2 separate regions of the Oryctolagus cuniculus genome follow, and region 1 is linked to region 2. Evidence: chromatin contacts called from public Micro-C data. All regions are on one chromosome and are shown on one strand. The core of a region is the stretch at or near the end of the contact, and the rest is flanking DNA. Distances in the headings are between cores, read along the strand shown.

The links. A called contact is a pair of places that touch in the nucleus more often than the background predicts.
Region 1: a Micro-C map of ear pinna shows a contact between it and region 2, with 5 times the contacts expected there. The contact joins two enhancer-like sites. A contact is called at or near these places in 3 of 6 Hi-C or Micro-C datasets (ear pinna, skin fibroblasts and an unstated tissue).

Annotation. Positions count from the first base shown.
Region 1 is chr4:12,148,646-12,151,862 of mOryCun1.1, forward strand. No RefSeq gene overlaps it. Among named protein-coding and RNA genes, the nearest start is that of EPCIP, 16 kb to the right of the region's middle. Within about 2 kb of position 1,661, at least 1 of the 8 cell types and tissues checked has an H3K27ac peak or open chromatin away from gene starts, as enhancers often do. A contact at or near this core is called in ear pinna, where this site is marked.
Region 2 is chr4:11,651,906-11,655,128 of mOryCun1.1, forward strand. The region is part of intron 2 of LOC138849237 (a long non-coding RNA gene); the gene reads left to right. Among named protein-coding and RNA genes, the nearest start is that of IFNGR2, 39 kb to the left of the region's middle. Within about 2 kb of position 1,341, at least 3 of the 8 cell types and tissues checked have an H3K27ac peak or open chromatin away from gene starts, as enhancers often do. A contact at or near this core is called in ear pinna, where this site is marked.

The DNA.
Region 1 (3,217 bases), core at 411-2,910, 500 kb after region 2:
AGTTACAGGCAGTGAGAGGGAGAGACAGAGAGAAAGGTCTTCCTTACGTTGGTTCACTCTCCAGATGGCCACAACAGCCGGAGCTGCGCCGATCCGAAGCCAGGAGCCAGGAGCTTCTTCTGGGTCTCCCACGTGGGTGCAGAGGCTCAAGGACTTGGGCCATCTTCTACTGCCTTCCCAGACCTAGCAGAGAGTTGGATCATAAGTAGAGTAGCCAGGTCTTGAACTGGTGCCCATATCGGATGCCAGTGCTTCAGGCCAGGGCGTTAACCCACTGTGCCACAATGCCTGCCCCTCCCAAGTGGTGTATTAACTGTGGTGCCAAATGTCTGCCTCACACATGCTGATTTTAAGGTGACTTTGGGGCAGTCAGGGGATGTAAAACAGATAGTTGGATGTATACATCTAGTACAAGATGTTTAAAATAAAAAATCTACTTCACATAGAAGCACTGGAGAGTAGTATTCACCAAATAATACACATTTTGCATAATTAAAAACATTTTTTAAAGTTGTATTTATCTGAAAGTCAGAGTTACACAGAGAGAGAGAGAGGGAGAGAGAGAGAGGTCTTTCATCTGATGGTTCCCACTCCAGCTGGCCGCAACGGCAAGAACCACACTGATCCGAAGCCAGGAGCCAGGAGCTTCTTCTGGGTCTCCCACATGGGTGCAGGGGCCCAAGGACTTGGGCCATCTTCTACTGCTCTCCCAGGCCACAGCAGAGAGCTGAATTGGAAGAGGAGCAGCCGGGATTAGAACCGGCGCCCATATGGGATGCCGGCACCTCAGGCCAGTGCATTAACCCACTGCGCCACAGCACCAGCCCTATCCCATATGTATTTTTAAAGCACCTTTGCATTTGTATACAGTATTAAAACCATAGCAATTGGATCTTAGCATTTAAGAATGCTATTTTTTAAAGAATTATTTATTTATTTATTTGAAAGTCAGAATTACAGGGGGTGGGGGGTGGTCTTCCATCCGCTGGTTCACACCCCAGATGGCCACAATGGCCGGAGATGCACCAATCTGAAGCCAGGAACCAGGATCTTCTTCCAGGTCTCCCACATGGGTGCAGGGGCCCAAGGACTTGGGCCATCTGCTACTGCTTTCCCAGGCCATAGCAGAGACCTGGGTGGAAACTGGAGCAGCCGGGACTCAAACCAGTGCCCATATGGGATGCCTGCACTGCAGGTAGCGGCTTTACCCACTATGCCACAAAGCAGGCCCCAGAAACTCTATTTAAAGATGTGTCTGCAACATCTATTTAATGCCTACCGATGTCCAAAGCACTTCCATGACTTTGTCTTGATGGAACCTTCTGGACTCATTTTACAGCTGGAAATAAAGAGGTTCCTTTCTCTACAGGGCATGATTTGCCCCAGGTCATGTGACCCAGCTTAAACCCACGTGAACCCTCAGAGTGTGCATCCAATGGCCTTTTATTTTATCTGCTAAGCACATACGAACAAGCACTGTGTCAGCTGTCTTCCTTAGGTTATCTCATGAGACCCTCCAGCCTCCCGGCTGTGAGATCAGGGTTACGCAGCTCCGGGGCTGTAGAGACACTGAGGTTTAGGGACGTAGCCGCGCTCCTGTTGTTCATGGGAGCGTAGGAAGAGCTCTAGTCCATGGGGCCCTGAAGGCTGTGTTCATTCCACAGCAACGCCTGCCTTCCCAGAGGAGGATGGGTCAGCCTAGGGCAGGTCCGCCACGTGACCTGCAGGGAAGACACCCGGGCTGCTGGGCCCACCTGACGACCAGACCCTCTCTGCAGAGACTGGGGGGTGCACGGGCCCCCAATCCTCTGCTGCCTTCATCCCACAGTTCAATCCCAGCAGCCGCTCGGTACTGGAATGCGTGCTCCCAGCAATACTGCCCATGGATGACAAACAAGTCGAAATCCTGCTGCTCATCACTTCTCTTGGGACGGGCAGTGAAGAAATACAGCCTACAGAGTCTTTGCCATCTGAGTTGGTCAGTGGAATCGATGCTGGCTCAAAACAAAGCATCTGTTCCCTTTTTGCAAACTTGTATACACACACACACACACACACACTCACACACACACAATCACTAACATTCACTACCCGGCTGGTAAATAGATTTCCTACACATTTCTTTCTTTGCCTTTTGTCTCTGGTTATGGTGTGCTTTGTCAAACTCGAAAAAGTACAGCAAAAAATTAACCAATAATTTTATTCCAAGTAAAAATGAACACGTTCTTCTTTAGGTAAATGAGAACTTTTATTCTCCAAGTTTAGGTTGTGCTTTTTTTTTTTTTTAACATCTGGCCTATTAAGAAGGATTTTAGCATTCTCACCCAATTCCAGACTGAACTGTGCTGTTTCCTTTCTCAAGAGATGTGCTGTTTGACGACCGCGCATCACGGGCATTGACGATTGCGCGCTTTGTTATTCGTGATCTGCTCCTTGGCGTTCAGCAATGTTGAAAAGGTCGTGTCTGAGTCGTGATAACAGCAGGTTTTTAATATTTGGAAAATTCCGGATTTCTTCCGGAGATTTCTATGTAAGAAAAAATTACCATCGGATTGGGAGCAAGCAGCCTACTGCTTAAGATGCCCACGTCCCACATCTCCCATATCGGAGTGCCTGGGTTCCATTCCCCACCCGGCTCCTGACGTCAGCTTCCTGCCAGCACAGAACCTGTGACAGCTCCGGTAACTGAGCTCCTGCCACCCACGTGCCAGTCTTGGACTGCATCCCCAGCGCCTGGCTCCACCTGTGGCAGCCAGCCGAACTCCCCCACCCCACCCCGCGGCCAGTGGATAGCAGCTCTCTCTCCGTCTCTCTGCCTCTCGAAAAATGTAATCACCACTAAATTGCCAGTCCCTCCATATTCAGAGATTCTTGCACAGTGTGATTTTTAGTTCTAAGAGGAAATAAAAGCGATGTTGAATTAATTTGAAATGCGTTGACCAGTTGTTGCAATATGGCAACTAGAACATTTTTTGCCTTTACGCCAGGTGTTTTATCATCCAGATTTATGCACACACACGAAAGTGTGTTATTACCAGAGATGATTTGAAATATATTGAGACAACAATTTGGCTCATTAATAGAGAATGTTACAAAACACATTTTAATCTGGAGCTGTGGATGATTCATATCTACTGAGCGTGGTAGAGGAGAATTCTCAGGATTTGTGCTGGGAAGAGGGTGGAGTGGCACCACGTGCAAGCAAATTTCCTGCCTC
Region 2 (3,223 bases), core at 91-2,590:
GCCGCAAAGGCCAGAGTTGGGCCAATCCAAAGCCAGGAGCTAGGAGCTTCTTCCGGGTCTCCCACACAGGTGCAGGGGCCCAAGCACTTGGGCCATCTTCTGCTGCTTTCCCAGGCCATAGCAGAGAGCCGGATGGGAAGTGGAGCAGCCGGGACTAGAACCAGCACTGCAGGCGGCAGCTTTACCTGGTATGCCACAGTACTGGCCCGTAATACATTTTGAAATCAGGAAGTGTGAGTCCTGTAATTTTGTTCTTTTCCAAGATTGTTTGGTTATTTAGGGTTCCTTGATATTTTATATCCATTTTAAAAAAATTTCTGCAAACCGTGCCATTGGGATTTTGGTAAGATTGCATTAAATCTGTAGATTACTCTGTGTGGTATGGACAGTCAGCAATATTAAGTATTCCAGGCCGGTGCCGCGGCTCACTAGGCTAATCCTCCGCCTGCAGCACCGGCACACCGGGTTCTAGTCCCGGTCAGGGCGCCGGATTCTGTCCCGGTTGCCCCTCCTCCAGGCCAGCTCTCTGCTGTGACCCAGGAGTGCAGTGGAGGATGGCCCAAGTGCTTGGGCCCTGCACCCGTATGGGAGACCAGGAGAAGCACCTGGCTCCTGGCTTCAGCCCAGTGCGGTGCGCCAGCCGCGGCGGCCATTGGAGGGTCAACCAACAGCAAAGGGAAGACCTTTCTCTCTGTCTCTCTCTCTCTCACTGTCCACTCTGCTTGTCAAAAAAAAAAAAAAATAAAAAAATAAAAAAATTAAGTACTCCAATCCATGAATAGGGATGTTATTCCATTTGTTTGAGTTTTCTTTAATGTCTTTCATTAATGTTTTTGTGGTTTTCAATGTACAAGTCTTTTATCACCTTGGTTAATTTATGCCCAAGTATTCTATTATTTTCAATGCTGTTGTAGGTAGGATTATTTTTTCGAATTTTCTTTTCAGAATCATTGTTAATGAGAGACATGCAACTGAGTTTTGGGTGTTGATTTGTATTCTGCCACTCTGCTGAACTTATTCATTTTCCCTAAACTTAGCGCTCTGGAAATACAAGATTTTTTGTGGAGAATTTTATATCATAAATCCTTGTTGAACTATCCCTGGGCAAAATAATTGAAGGCATCAGCCATGACTCCCATTGCATGGTTCCTTGAGAAGAGATTAGGGAGAGAAGGATAGCGCATGTCTCACAAATTAATTTGCCTACCATTGTAGGCATTTTTCCTTCTCGCATCTTCTATAAGGGGTTAACTGGTGGTTAAGTGGTCCTCGGGTGAATTTGTTGGGTCACAATGCAAGGCAAGTGTTCCATCCCAGTCCTGGCCAAAACCTTCCCATGGGTGTTAATTATGCAATGCTGTGCACCGAGAGGCACGGGCTATTTATAGTCATCTGTTTATTGAGTACAGCAGACAGGGAAGTGGTGATACCAAATGCCTTGCCCAGCTCCGCCTGGGCGTGCCCTCCCGCGAGTGGCCTGCATGGTCTGACCCCTCCCTGAGGACAGGGCGATAGATACTCCAGTATCAGTCACCTCTTTCGGGTCATGGCCCTGACTGTTCTGTTCTCCTGCAGCTTGTTCCGTGGGTGACAGTAAGGATGGGAGTCAGGGCAGGGAGTGCAGGGCCCTGGTCGGAACTCGGGGCCAAGGCCAAGTTAGCTCAGCTCTGAAGCCAGGGCTGCTTCCTCCCTGCTTCTCAGCAACCCGCTCACCGCCTGGTCCTGCTCCTCACGCACCACGGTGGCAGGGCCCACGGCCTGATCGATGCCTATTTGCCCAGCTGGTGGGTGGAGTAAACCCAGCCACCAGCCCGCTTCCGGGTCAAGTCATGGCGACCGGCTCGAGATCGTCACTGATAGAACTGAAGGAAACGCCCTGCATAAGCGTAATTTACCAATGAAACAAGGGCCTGGACCGCGGCGCAGCAGGTTAAGCCCACACTGTGATGTTCGCATCCCAAATTGGAGCGCTGGTTCGAGTCCCAGCTGCTCTACTTCCAACCCAGCTCCCTGCTAACGCACTTGGCAAGGACTGGAAGATGGCCCAGGTACTTGGGCACCTGCCACTCATGTGGGAGACCCAGATAAGGTTCCAGGCTTTTGGCTTAGGCCTGGACTACCCTGGGCCATTGCAGCCATTTGGAGAGTAAACCAGTGGATGGAAGATCGATCTCTCTCTCTCTCTCTCTCTCTCACTGTCTTTCTGTCTCTCCATCATTTGACCTGTCAAATAGTCTGTTAAAAAATTAAAGCAGATTTTAACTGACACATAACAATTATACATATTTACAGTGTTCAGTGTAATGTTTCAATATATGTCTACAACAGTCATGTATCACGTCTCTGTGTTGAGAACATTCAACCTCCTCTCTACGCGCTATTTTGCAATATATAATTAGTGGCTGTCAGCCAGAGTCGTCCTCCTGCGCCATACATCACGAGAAGTTATTCCTGCAGTCCGAGTGCACCTCTGTGACGGTCCCCCTCCTCTCTGCCTCCACCTCCGGGCGACCGGTTATGACTGTTCCACTCTCTACCATGGCAGACTTTGAGCAAGTGTCTTGGCAGGTAACACAGCCCAAGGGTTCACACAGAGCCCTTTGCGAAGGGTTGAGCCACACCCTTAAAGACAAGCTCCATGCCAATGTCTTTCAAATTCTACACTTACTAGCTCTCTTCCATGAATTGAAAAATTGTGTCTTCACTTTGATGGCAGTCTTTGAAAAAAAAAATCAACCTAAGAATATTCTAGAAGCATCAGATGGAACCCATTATGTGTTTGGGTTACGGATCTTCTTGGGTGGGGCCAGGAAGGGGACCATAAAGAGACGAACTTAACGTGCTCTGTCCCAGCCAGTCGTAGCTTGACAAAAAAATCAGTAATGGTTGAGTTGGTTTATTTGGGACGTGAGGTAAATGAGACATTTCACTTTATTCTGCCAGTGGCAGGAGAATCCCAACCAAACATGATTTCTGAACGTGGAGCTACCGGGTTTGTTCTTCCATTTTATTGCTTTGCAGTTTGTTTATAATTCATTTATAAATTGGGCTTGGTTTTGTGGCTGTAAAAACCCTACAAGCCGGAGCTTGGTTTTAAAAGCGCACCTACCTAATTAATAAAAGGAAACCTATTTGCCGACACTAGGAGGTGCCAAAGGCATTTTTTTTTCCTTTAAGGAGGCTCCAGCATTTCTCAAGCTGGAGAAACACTGCACTACATAAA